Regions from separate parts of the Mus musculus genome. Here region 2 is linked to region 1. A link is a contact called in public HiChIP or PLAC-seq data. All regions are on one chromosome and are shown on one strand. Each heading gives the region's core, a stretch centred on a gene start, on an enhancer-like site or on the middle of the called end of the contact. The rest is flanking DNA. Distances are from core to core; before and after follow the strand shown.

Region 1 (5,901 bases), core at 2,032-4,531:
TCTTTTTATTAAGTGTAAAATTTGCTCCAAGTTTTTAATTGTCTGGATGACAATAGGTTATTATTAGCAACAATCTAGTACATTCTACATTTTATATCATTTACTTTTGTTTCCTATCTTTAATCTTCCTCTGTACTCTGTAATGCTCACTTTCAAGTTTACTGCCTGCTCTTTCATGCCAACTTATGACCAAATTTTAAGTCAAAATATCCCCACAGAGACCTGTATATATTTTTCCTTAGTCTTTCTGTTCAACACCAGTCAAGTTGCGGGATCTAGAAAACCTTTTAGGTCCACCTGGATCCTCATACATCCAGTGCCCATACCCTTCTACTGTAAGAGCCTTATTCTTGTTCCTTCTCTTCTGACCAGTTTCATTTTACAGTTTGCTTGGAAGTCCTTCAATTTCCCTGTATATTTCAAGGACCAGAACTGATATGTCACTAGCCACTGTAATTTTAGCATTGTCAATACTGTCATCTTACCATAGAACTTGTTCTAACAATCCACTGTCTTAATTAGAATTGCTAGGTCCACAGACTTTCATTTAAGGTCAGCTCCTGTTGCAGGCTCCTGTTGCAGGCTCCTGTGTTTCAGGAGTTCTCTGAATCTTGTCCTTTTATAGGAAAGAGGGTGGGCCTGGAATAGTGTTTTAAGACCAGAAGTGGTTCTGCTGCACTGACCATTTTTACCAGCAGAGATGTTGTTTGTTTTTGTTCCTCTTTCTTTCCTTCTTTTTCTTCCTTTCCTTTCCTTTCCTTCCCTTTCCTTTCCTTTCCTTTCCTTTCCTTTCCTTTCCTTTCCTTTCCTTTCCTTTCCTTTCCTTTCCTTTCCTTTCCTTCCTTCCTTCTTTCTTTTTTCTTTCTTCCCTTCCTTCCTTCCTTCCTTTCTTCCTTCCTTCCTTCCTTCCTTCCTTCCTTCCTTCCTTCCTTCCTTCTTTCCTTCCTCTCTCTCTTTCTCTCTCTCTCTCTTTCTTTCTTCCTTTCTCCCTTCCTTCCTTCCTTCCTTTCTTTCTTTCTTTCTTTCTTTCTTTCTTTCTTTCTTTCTTTCTCTTTTTTGTGTGTATGTGTGTGTGTGTGTGTGTGTGTGTGTGTACAGATTTTCTTTTAGGTTCTGCTTCTTGCTCATCAGAATATTTAAGAGACTGAAATAGGACAGTAGCCCTGAGTAATTTCTCAGCATCTTCTTGGTGTGTCAGTGAACCACTATTTTTGTTTGTTTGTTTGTTTGTTTTTATACTTTATTCAGGGATTTTTTCTTTGTCTCGTAAATAAAAATATTGGGAGAAAAGATTTTCCCCTTTCTCTAAAATTTTTGTCTAGTACTTTAAGTCACAGTTTGCTTTCTCCATTCTAACTGTATTTAGTAATACTTGGGCATTTTCTCTAGCCTTTCTTATTATCCGTTTTATGCAATTGTCTCTTGCCTTTTAGTGTTTTTCATATGTGGATTTTATGATTTCTTTTCAGATTTATGATGATGTTGTACAGTATTGCTTGCTCTTATTTTGCCATTTTTTTCAACAAGTATTTTGGAAAGGAAGACTACTTATCTTGACATTATCAGGTAATCTGGATAATCCATAGACACGTGATTCAGATATGATTATTCATTGTTATGATATGAAATGTCTATGGACAAATACAACAGAAGAAAATAGCCATTAAGCAGGGGAGGTAGAACTTATGGACAATTCTGATAACTAAAAATATTTTGCAGGAAGTAAATAAAATATATTGATTGAGCTAAGAAAATCTATAATTATGGTTATTTCATTTCAAAATATTATTATTTTAGAGTTTTCCTAGATATTAAGGAAATTTAAAGACATTACATCAAGATTCAAAATACTCTTCATTTTTGATAGCTTATTCTGTTATATGTTCTCAGTTTAGCTTAGCACATTTTGTCCTATTGATCTTGCCCTGTGTCTGTATTTCTCTCTCTCTCTCTCTCTCTCTCTCTCTCTCTCTCTCTCTCTCTCCCCCCCTCTTTCTTTCTTTCTTTCTTTCTTTCTTTCTTTCTTTCTTTCTTTCTTTCTTATTTTTTATTTCTTTTTACTTATGCACTTTTTATCTTGCTCACTATCCCCCTCCAGGTGACCTCTTCCCACAGTCCTTCCCTCATCATCCTGCCCCTTGTCCTTGGAGCAGATGGGAACCCCTATGGGTATGGCTAGGCACATGCTTTCCCACTTAGGTCAGACAAGGCATCCCAGATAGAACTTATCCCATAAACAGGCAACAGCTTTTGGGATAGCCCCTGTCCCAGTTGTTTGTAACTCATAGGATGATCAAGCAGCATGTCTGCTACGTATGTGCTGGGAAGTCTATATCCAGTCCTTGTATGTTTTTTGGTTGGTGTTTTAGACTCTGAGAGCCCAAGGGTCTAGGTTAGTTGATTTTGTTGTTCTTCCTGTTGAATTCCTATCCCCCAAGAGGCCACAATCCTTCTTCCTATTCTTCCATAAGAGTTCCCATGCTCCATCCATTGTTTCTCTGTTGGTGTCTGCATCAGTCTGACTCAGATGGTGGGTGGAGATTCTCAGAAAACAGCCACGACAGATTCCTGTCTGCAAGCATAACAGAGTATCATTAATAGTGTCAGGGATTAGTGTTTGCCCATGGGATGGATCTCAAGTTGGGCTAGTTATTGGTTGACCTTTCCCTCAGTCTCTATTATATCCACTGTCCCTTCATTTCTTGTAGACAGGATAAATTTTTGGTTAAATGTTTTGTGGGTTGCCTTCATTCTTGTCTGCAGAAAGAGAGGCCTTCAAGTTCCATATCCACAATGCTGTGAATCACAGCTAAGGTCACTTCCATAGATTCTTGGGCCCCTACCATATCCCATATGCCTGGTCTCTCGCTCTTTCTGGAGATGCCTTTTGCTACATCCAGTGTAGTCTGCTTGGTAGGCCTAAAGCCTGAAAGCAGTCATGAAGCAAAGAGTTTCACGGAAACAGCCTCCTGGAACCTTGGCATTCCAATAGACTGTATACTCAAACCCTGTCCCCGAGTTAGTCTGGTGTATGGATCCATGTGCTCCCTATCAGTATTGTTTTATTTTAAGTGCCTTTAAGGATTGATTTTGACATAGCTAAGCCTCCACCAGTGTTTCAGTGGTTCCTAGAAAATCCTTGAAGCTGACCCTGAGCTTGGAATTCAGTTAGAATGTTACCTATTCAGTAACATTCAAATTCACTTCTAGTAGAAACAGTGAAACTAACTAGGCATTACAAAGAACAGAGCTAGAAAAGCTCAGGGCTAGTGTGCATAGTAATTACGTAGGACAATAGCAGAGTCACACCCAAACACAGGAATACAAAATGGTCTAGCAAATAGGTGGGTTTTCACATGAAAGTATTAGTGGAAGGGAATTTCCCTGGTACAAGTTTCTTCACTAGGCCCAGAGGAATAGCATAATCAGGTATTTACTAAAGAAGCCCTGGTGGAGGGTTTAACAATAGACTAGCATTGCATCAGAGCATTCACCTGGCTCCATTTTAAGTGGTAAATGTGGCCTGGTCCCCGCCATCTTTTTATGTATGCATTCTTTTTTGTTTTGTGTCAATTTAACTTGGCGGATGTGTTCACCTGGATTTTCTTGGTTTTCTTCTGTATTAAAAGTCTGGCGTTCCTATGGACAAAATACATTCAGATCCAGCACACTCTTTCATGCCTGCGTCTGTCTGTCAATTCTCGCTGACTCCATGCACAGCTGCCGGAACCCCTGATTCCCATAGATTGAGAGGGGCTGATTGGCCATGGCAGAATGGCACCCGAACAGGGACACCTGGACAGGTAAGACTTTATCACTTTCTTCTTTTTCTTCTCTACTTCTCAGGCATGAATAGGGTCTCGTTTCCGTGCTGCAGACCGACTGATAAAGGCTAATCAGTTTAAGGACGAGAAAGTTTCTTATCATGGGGCAATCGGAATTGAAAAGGAAATGGGTGTTTCTGTAGGTCTTTAGGCACATGCTGTCTGGCCAAAGCCTAAAGGTCTTGGATAAATCCTTAAAATAATTGGCTTGGGAAAATGAGAATACCTTGTGCCAAGACCTGATCAGACCAATCTGTAAGACAGGTTCCCTACAAGATTATATGAAAGCGTGTGTAGATGCCTCACCAGCCATAGTAAAGGCCTACACTGTAGTGATGAAGGGACAGAAACTCAGCACCAATTTTAAGAAAACCTGTGAGACTGAAAAGCGTTCTCAGAGAAATGAAAGTTGTGTGTTTCAGTTGTAAAAAAAACAAGGACACCTGAGGAAGGATTGTAAGAATCCCTTGGGAAACAAGAAGGGCCTTTCTCCAGGTCTCTGCCCACGCTGTGGTGGAGAGAACCTTGGAGGAATGATTGTAAATCAAAGTCCCATAAAGATGGGACTCCACTCACTAAAGAAGCAGGTCAGACAAAAAACTAAAGGGTCAGTCTCTTAGCCTCATTCAGGAACTGTGGACCTCGTTATAGGGCACAGCCCCAGTTCTAAGAAAAACTTCAAGTTGTGGATTCTGATACTTTAGGCAAAATTAAAAGTTATGGTTAAATTATAAATAGAGACTTCATAAAGGTCAAACTATAGCTCAATTCTCACTGTTACCTTATTTACAACTTCCCAATCCTACATTGTTCCAAAAATTCGTAGATAAGGCTTTATTGGATGTTAGGAAATCGTTTCCTCAAACATATATAATTCATTTTGTGTGATGGTGTTTTTGTTGGTTACAGAAGGTGGAGAGCGGGCAGAGCAGGTTTTGCAGATGGCTGTAAAATGTTTGACCAAGTGTGGCTGATGGTGGCTTCAAAAAAGATTCAGCATGGTAAACTTTTAGGCTATTTGAGACATTTAGTGTATAAAGATTATGTGTTTTCTCAGAGAATTGCTCTCAGATTAAATAAATTGAAAGTTTTGGGTGCTTGCCAGAAGCTGTTAGAGAATTTAGGATTTTAATCTTGTTTTGACACATGCCTCTTTAAAGAGGAGAGGGGAGAGGGGAGAGGGGAGAGGGGAGAGGGGAGAGGGGAGAGGGGAGAGGGGAGAGGGGACAGGGGAGAGGGGAGAGGGGAGAGGGGAGAGGGGAGAGGGGAGAGGGGAGAGGGGAGAGGGGAGAGGGGAAAATGGAAAATGGATTTTGGAACTCTCCCAGGGACAGAGAGAAATCGGGAGACGTCCTGCTAACTCTCTCTGGCCCCTACAGGAGAAGTTCTCTACCCTCTTTGTATTGTCTATGTCTGGTGCACCAATCTGTCCACATGTCAATTCATGTATGTTTTTTGTTTCATTGTCTGAATGACTGACTGTACTGTTTCATGTTGGAAAAAAATGGTAAAAACTCTATCTGCTGATTCAGTCTCAGTTTGCACAATGGAGCCTGAGAGTGGCCCACACTTTAGCCAAGAATCAAGCACAGCAGGAGAGTTCCTGTTGAAAAACTGTTTTTAAAAAAGGAGCCTGCAACCTCTTAGTTCAAAAGCAAATAAACTGATAGTTGTTTTTTTCCAAGAAAATTCTCTGCAATGGTGATTATTGTGTTTAGCAAATGACAAAGTGCCATCATCAACTTCTTAAATGGCAAACCTCTTCCTCTTACACTACAGCTAAGCTTTGTCCATTTTTGGTTGGGAATTCAGAATTGATAGCATTCATTTTATTCACCTTACTTTGCAAGATCTTTCTGACTTTTTCACTGTTCACAAAGTTGTAAACTGGAGCATACGCAGATTATAAAATCCCAGTACTTTATAATCATCTTAACATTTCTCTATTTATGCCATTCTGTGCTTGGACAACCAAAGCTCATATGCATTTCACAATGCAGAAAAAAAAATCAGTTTTTCCATCTCTGAGAATTATCAATATATCAACAATTCCAACATCATTCAATGGTCCAAGTCT
Region 2 (5,901 bases), core at 1,998-4,497, 410 kb before region 1:
TGTTGTTTGTTTGTATGTTGGTTTGTTTCCAGTGATGGTAGTTGCACACAGCGTTTCGGTGTGCAGCCCTGGCTGACTTGAAACTCACTCTGTAGATCATACTGACCTCAAAGGCAGAGATACACCTGCCTCTGCTTCCAAACTTCTGAGACTAAAGGCGTGTGCCTCCATGCCTAGGCTAAGACAATGATTCTTAAAAGAAAAATCCACCTCCCTCTAGCTTCTCTAACCTCCGCTAGTCACTGTTCCAATCTCTGCTTTCTAGAGATTATGATTTTAGATTTTCATGTGAGTGAGATTGTGTGGGGTACTTCCTGTACTTACCTTATTTTGATTAATATAGTAACACTCCCATCCATATTTTACAGATGATAAGATTCAATCTTCTTTTTAAAGATAAACACTATTTTGTTGTGTATATGTCGCATTGTTCATAAACACTTAACATGAATCTGTGTCTTGCTTATTGTGAAGCATGCTGTGGTCAACAGAGACTTCAGACGCTTCTACTGCACACTGGTTTTATTATTTTAGGTATACCCTTAGTAATAGGATTGCTTGATCATATTATAGATGTCGTTTTTGGAAGACTCTCCCTCCTGTTTTCCCCGGAAGCCACACTAATTTACCTTGCTCATAGTGCTGAATAAAGGTTTCCTTTTCCCATCAGCATGACTCCTTTTCCCATTTTGACTTTTGGATAAGAATCATTCTGACTGGGCGTGGTGGCGCATACCTTTAATCCCAGCACTCTGGAGGCAGAGGCAGGAGAATTTCTGAGTTTGAGGCCAGCCTGGTCTACAGAGTGAGTTCCAGGACAGCCAGGGCTATAGAGAAACCCTGTCTCGAAAAACAAAAAACAAGCAAACAAACAAACAAACAAAAAGAATCATTCTGACTCCTGTGAGGTGATGTCTCATTGTGTGTTTGATTCACAGTTTTCTTTTACATCTATCTCTTGGCCGTGTATACCTTATTTTGAAAATGGTCTCTGTAGGCCTATTATTCATTTCTAAGTTGGATTATTTAGTTTTATCCCCATTGGGTTTCTTTCATTCCTTCTAGCCTGGATATTAGACACCAGGGTAGATTATAGACAAGTATAACTTGCAAGTGCTTTTACCCATTCAGCAGGGTTTTCCTTTATGATTATTTTTTCTGTACATAGCTTTTGCCACCCTGTATTCGTGGTGCAATACCTAGAATAGCTGCCTCTTCTGGAAGCTTTTATTTCGATGCAATCCTATTTTTACATTTTTCTCTCATATTTCTGTATCTTATTTAAAATATCTCTGTGCATGAGAAGGTCATAGGGCTTATTCTAGTTTATTCTCATAGACTTTTCTTTTTCTTTAACCCCAAAGCCATACTCAAGTTGTAAACTCTATTCATACTCGGTCCTTCTGGTACAAATGTGCAGCACACTGAAATGCATACCTCAGCTATGTTTCTGTTTATAGTAATATTTGTGTTCCATGTCCTCTGCCCTTTCCTTGAAGTATACTTTCAAAGTTGAATTGAAAAACCCTAAAGCAGTTTCCCCCTTCCCGCCTGGATAAAAGACTGGCCATTGCAAAAAGTAGCTAAGGGGAAAGTCTGGCAAAGTCAATTCTTCCAGAAAATGTTCATATGCATATTGACTTGTATTCATTTGTTAGCCTTGGCTATGCAAGGGAAGAAGGATCCTGAATGCTAGAATATCATTTAATAGCAAAATATTAGAGCTCAAAGGTTTCCAGTGCCTAAGACTTCACGAAGGTCTTTTAAGGACAACTCTAACTAATATAATAATAATAATAATAATAATAATAATAATAATAATAATAATGACAACTCTAGCTAATATAATAATAATAACATAAGCATGTATGTGTATGTTAACTGTATCTTAGCTTATTTGTGCAAGGCATGATTCAAGAATCTGACAGCACTCAAAAATCAAAGGACTCCAACACTCCACCATTCAGGTGATAGCAAGTGGGGCACTTGATTGGCAACAGCTAGCTATCTGCCTCCTTTGGGAGGAATTCAGGTCAGCTGCCTTCTTATAACTGGCTGAACCCTAAGTGTCTGCTATCCTTCTGTGTCAGTAGGTAAAAATCCAAACCTAAACTAACTTGTACTTCCTCTCCTAGAGAATGAAGATGTAGAAGCAGCCTTGGCCACACCTCAGTTCACAGAGTTGACTGACGAAAACAAGCAGACATAAAACTAAATTTGACAAGAGTGATTTATCTTTTAACTGGGAAGTGCTTAGGTTCTAAATTCTTGAAAATGCCAGACATAGTCTTGGATTTTTAATTTTAAATCATTAGAAAATGAGTACTTACTGGTAATCATGTAACTCTGATGGGTCCTCCTCCCCCCTCCTCCCCCCTCCTCCCCCCTCCTCCCCCCTCCTCCCCCCTCCTCCCCCTCCTCCCTCCTCCTCCCCCCCTCCCCCTCCTCCTCCTCCTCCTCCTCCTTTCCTGCCATTTTCTTGTAGAACCGGGCCAACCCCGAGACTGACCTACCTGAGTGTCTCAGATGCAGATCTTCTCAACCGGACTTGGTCACGAGGTGGCAACCAGCAGTGCCTGCGGTACTTGGCCAATCTCATCGCCTGCTTTCCCAGCGTGTGTGTGCGTGATGAGAAGGGAAACCCAGTATCCTGGGGTATCACAGATCAGTTTGCCACTATGTGTCACGGCTACACCCTGCCTGACCATCGCAGGAAAGGTTACAGCCGACTGGTGGCCCTCACGCTGGCCAGGAAGTTGCAAAGCCGGGGATTCCCTTCCCAGGGAAATGTCCTGGATGACAACCTGGCTTCCATAAACCTGCTGAAGAGTGTCCAAGCTGAGTTCTTGCCTTGTCGTTTCCACAGGCTTATTCTGACCCCTGCAGCTTTCTCAAGACAAGCTCACCTTTAGCTCGAAGAGATTCCAAGAATGATCTTACTTTCCCTTAATAGAAATCCCTTTTAGCTACCAGTGAGGTGGGAATTAAACCAAGAGAAGCCTGTGGGATTGAAAAGGGCCTGGAAAAGACATGCAAGATAACCACCCCCTCCACGCCCCCCCCCCGCCCCCGCCAACTGTTTGCATATCAGATTTCCATCACCAAGAACTTCAGGGGCTGGGATTGGGGGCTATGTAGCTTTGTCTCAGAATAGAGGGTGTAGATTCTGCTAGGAGTCACTGCAGGGAAGTATTCTTTAAACCCAGCCCTTGTTGCCCTAGTGTTCAAAGACCGCATGAAAATGAGTATTTTAATTTGGGGCCTTTGACCTCCTTCTCCATCCTCTCCAACTATCCATGCACCCCGGCCAGCTTCCCGCTGGAGGTTTTGTCACTTAACCTCTCAGCCATTTCCCCTTCAATGACTAGGTGTTGATGCAGACTGTGACTTTAAACTACAGTTCTTCCCGGGGAGCGTTCATTTGTTCCCACAGGTTCCTGTTTATCCGAGAGGAAAGGTTTCCGGCACAGATGTTCCAGCACAGACTCATCCCTCACAGCCCCCCCCCCCCCCCACTCCACCGCCCCATCCCCCACCCCGGATGGAATGAGCACCTGGTGGGAACTGAGAATTTGCATTTCCCAATTTTTCCTTCTCATTTGCCTTGGCTTCATGAACAACTGCCATCAGAAGGCCAGACCTGACCCAGTTCGCTGTTCCAGCCACCTGGATTACAATCTGCTTTTTCATAAACATCTGAAATTCACACAGGCGTGTGAACAAGGTTATAAAAAATATCATATAAAATATATGACATATATTTTCTATAGGCATATGTTTATGATCCTAGAAAATCTATTACATTCAATTTTAATCTTATTACATTGAAGAAATCTGAGATCTAGAGACAATAAAGACTTCAAGATTACATTCAATATGATCAGTACTGGAAAGCCAGAACTTTTGATTTTAGTTCTTAAATAATTAAATTAATGCTTTATTTCATTTTATTGTTGTGTTTCTTCTTTTTGAGGTTATTGGTGTCTGTGTGTAAGTCAGAAGATAACGTGTAGCTGGGCAGTGGTGGCGCAGGCCTTTAATCCCAGGACTTGGCAGGCAAAAAAAAAAAAAAAAGGAAGAAGATAATGTGTACGGTTGGTTTTCTGTTTCCACTGTGTGGATCTCAGAGATCAAACTGCAGCTGTCAGACTCAGTGGCCAGCACCCTTTACCTGATAAGTCATCTCACTGTTATCATTGCTTTCCGTTTACTTTCCATTGGTCTGGGTATATGTGTTTTTCAATATCCATAAAGAAAAAGGAAAACAGTATGATAAGAGCAGACAAAAATGCAATGCTGAATTTATGTAGACTCACTAAAGTGAACTTTGTTGTATACAAATTTCTGCTTCCCTATCCCATGGAACTTACAAAATCGTAACAAAAAAATAAGTCAAAATCCATTGGGGGGGGGGGCTTTTTTTGGTGTTTACTCTGAGAAAGGAGACAAAGTGGTTGATGTGTGGCAAAATTGAATAACAAGTAAGACTTCTTGAGGGTGGATTTATTCTTAGGTCATCCTTAGCTATTGGTTACCTAGAAACTCATCCTTGGTACCAGAGGGAAGTAAGAGGAGCCCATAAGTCTCTTGGGAGAACATGGTCTAATATCTGCCCTTGAGATGCTCATTATCTTTAGCCCTGACTCAACATGAGAAGTACCTGCCTCATTCTTGGTGGTAAAATTATTGCTTTGTTTCTTCTAATAATAATTGACCTACCACTTATTTTTTTTAATTGGGTATTTATTTCATTTACATTTCCAATGCTATCCCAAAAGTGACCTACCATTTATTAAGCATTTAACTATATACTGATAAGTACACCAATGTGTGTATATAATGTAATCTTTGGAACAGATAAACTCTTCTCTTATAAAAGTTCTCAGTGATGTATTCACTCTCAAAAAATTATTCATGGTGTAAATGGCAAAGTTATGACCATAGCCTAAATCTGTTCATTTCAAATTGTACATTTACCCAGTTATTAATTGTTATATTTTTAAATTAAAATATAATCATATCATTTCCCCCTTTCCCTTTATTTCCCCTAACCCTTCCAGTGTAGCCTGAACTCTCAAATCCATGGTCTCTTTTGCTTAAATTTTATTCACTCACAGACACACACATACATTTCTAAATATATAAATACAACCTGTTCAGTTCCTATAATGCTACCAATATGTATATGATTTTAAGGCTGGTAGTTTAGTATTGGATAACCAATTGGGGGCGCTCTTCCCTGAAGACTATTTCCCCCACTCTCAGCATTTCTTGTTTTCCTACAGTTGTTTGTCTAAGCGTGGGGACCCATGAGATCCCCTTCCCCCCAAGCTAGCATGTCTGCTGATGCTGTCCTTGTTCAGATCTTTTTGTAGGCATCCATGTTGGTGAGACTTCATGGGTGTAGCTTCTCTGCACTAGTCATTCTATCTTAGATGGAACCCAGATGAATACAGTTGTTCAACTTTCAACCCTGTTTCAATCATATTTAAGGAATGTGTGAATGTATGGAGAATTACCTGGAGGAAGGACAGGGTGGGGCAGGACTGGTAGCTTATAGGCCTTTATTTTCTCACTTAAAGAATTTCTTGAGCACTGATTCATGTGGGCCCATTGGAAACTAAAGCAGGGTGAAAGCAGGCGTCTCTGCTTTCCTTTGTAGGTCTCCTTGACTTTGAGTCAGCGAGCAGCTGAACTCTGCATAGTCATGTTAACCACTCAAGGACAGTCAGCGAAAACACCTGTGAATACTCAATCTAGCTCTTCACTCAAGAAGGCTAAAGGCATAATGATAGGCGTTTTATTCTCAAAAAAAAAAAAAAAAAAAAAAAAGAATTTCTTCTAGGAGCTGGAGAGAAATAGCTCAGCAGTTAAGAGCACCACTTCTGCCAGAGGTCCTGA

The links. HiChIP or PLAC-seq counts read pairs in DNA pulled down with a chosen protein or histone mark.
Region 2: an H3K27ac HiChIP or PLAC-seq map of embryonic stem cells shows a contact between it and region 1, with 10 times the contacts expected there. The contact joins two enhancer-like sites. A contact is called at or near these places in 5 of 39 promoter capture datasets (the 3T3-L1 cell line, the C10 cell line and liver) and 5 of 115 datasets of contacts at active chromatin or transcription factors (all in embryonic stem cells).

What each region holds. Positions count from the first base shown.
Region 1 is chr17:40,493,066-40,498,966 of GRCm38.p6, reverse strand. No RefSeq gene overlaps it. Among named protein-coding and RNA genes, the nearest start is that of Esp8, 24 kb to the left of the region's middle. Within about 2 kb of position 3,281, at least 4 of the 459 cell types and tissues checked have an H3K27ac peak or open chromatin away from gene starts, as enhancers often do. A contact at or near this core is called in embryonic stem cells, where this site is marked.
Region 2 is chr17:40,901,752-40,907,652 of GRCm38.p6, reverse strand. It overlaps Glyatl3 (glycine-N-acyltransferase-like 3), which reads left to right. Exons shown (of 5, transcript NM_001145060.1): 5 at 2,486-2,912. The coding sequence ends at 2,912. Among named protein-coding and RNA genes, the nearest start is that of Glyatl3, 9.6 kb to the left of the region's middle. Within about 2 kb of position 3,247, at least 21 of the 459 cell types and tissues checked have an H3K27ac peak or open chromatin away from gene starts, as enhancers often do. A contact at or near this core is called in embryonic stem cells, where this site is marked.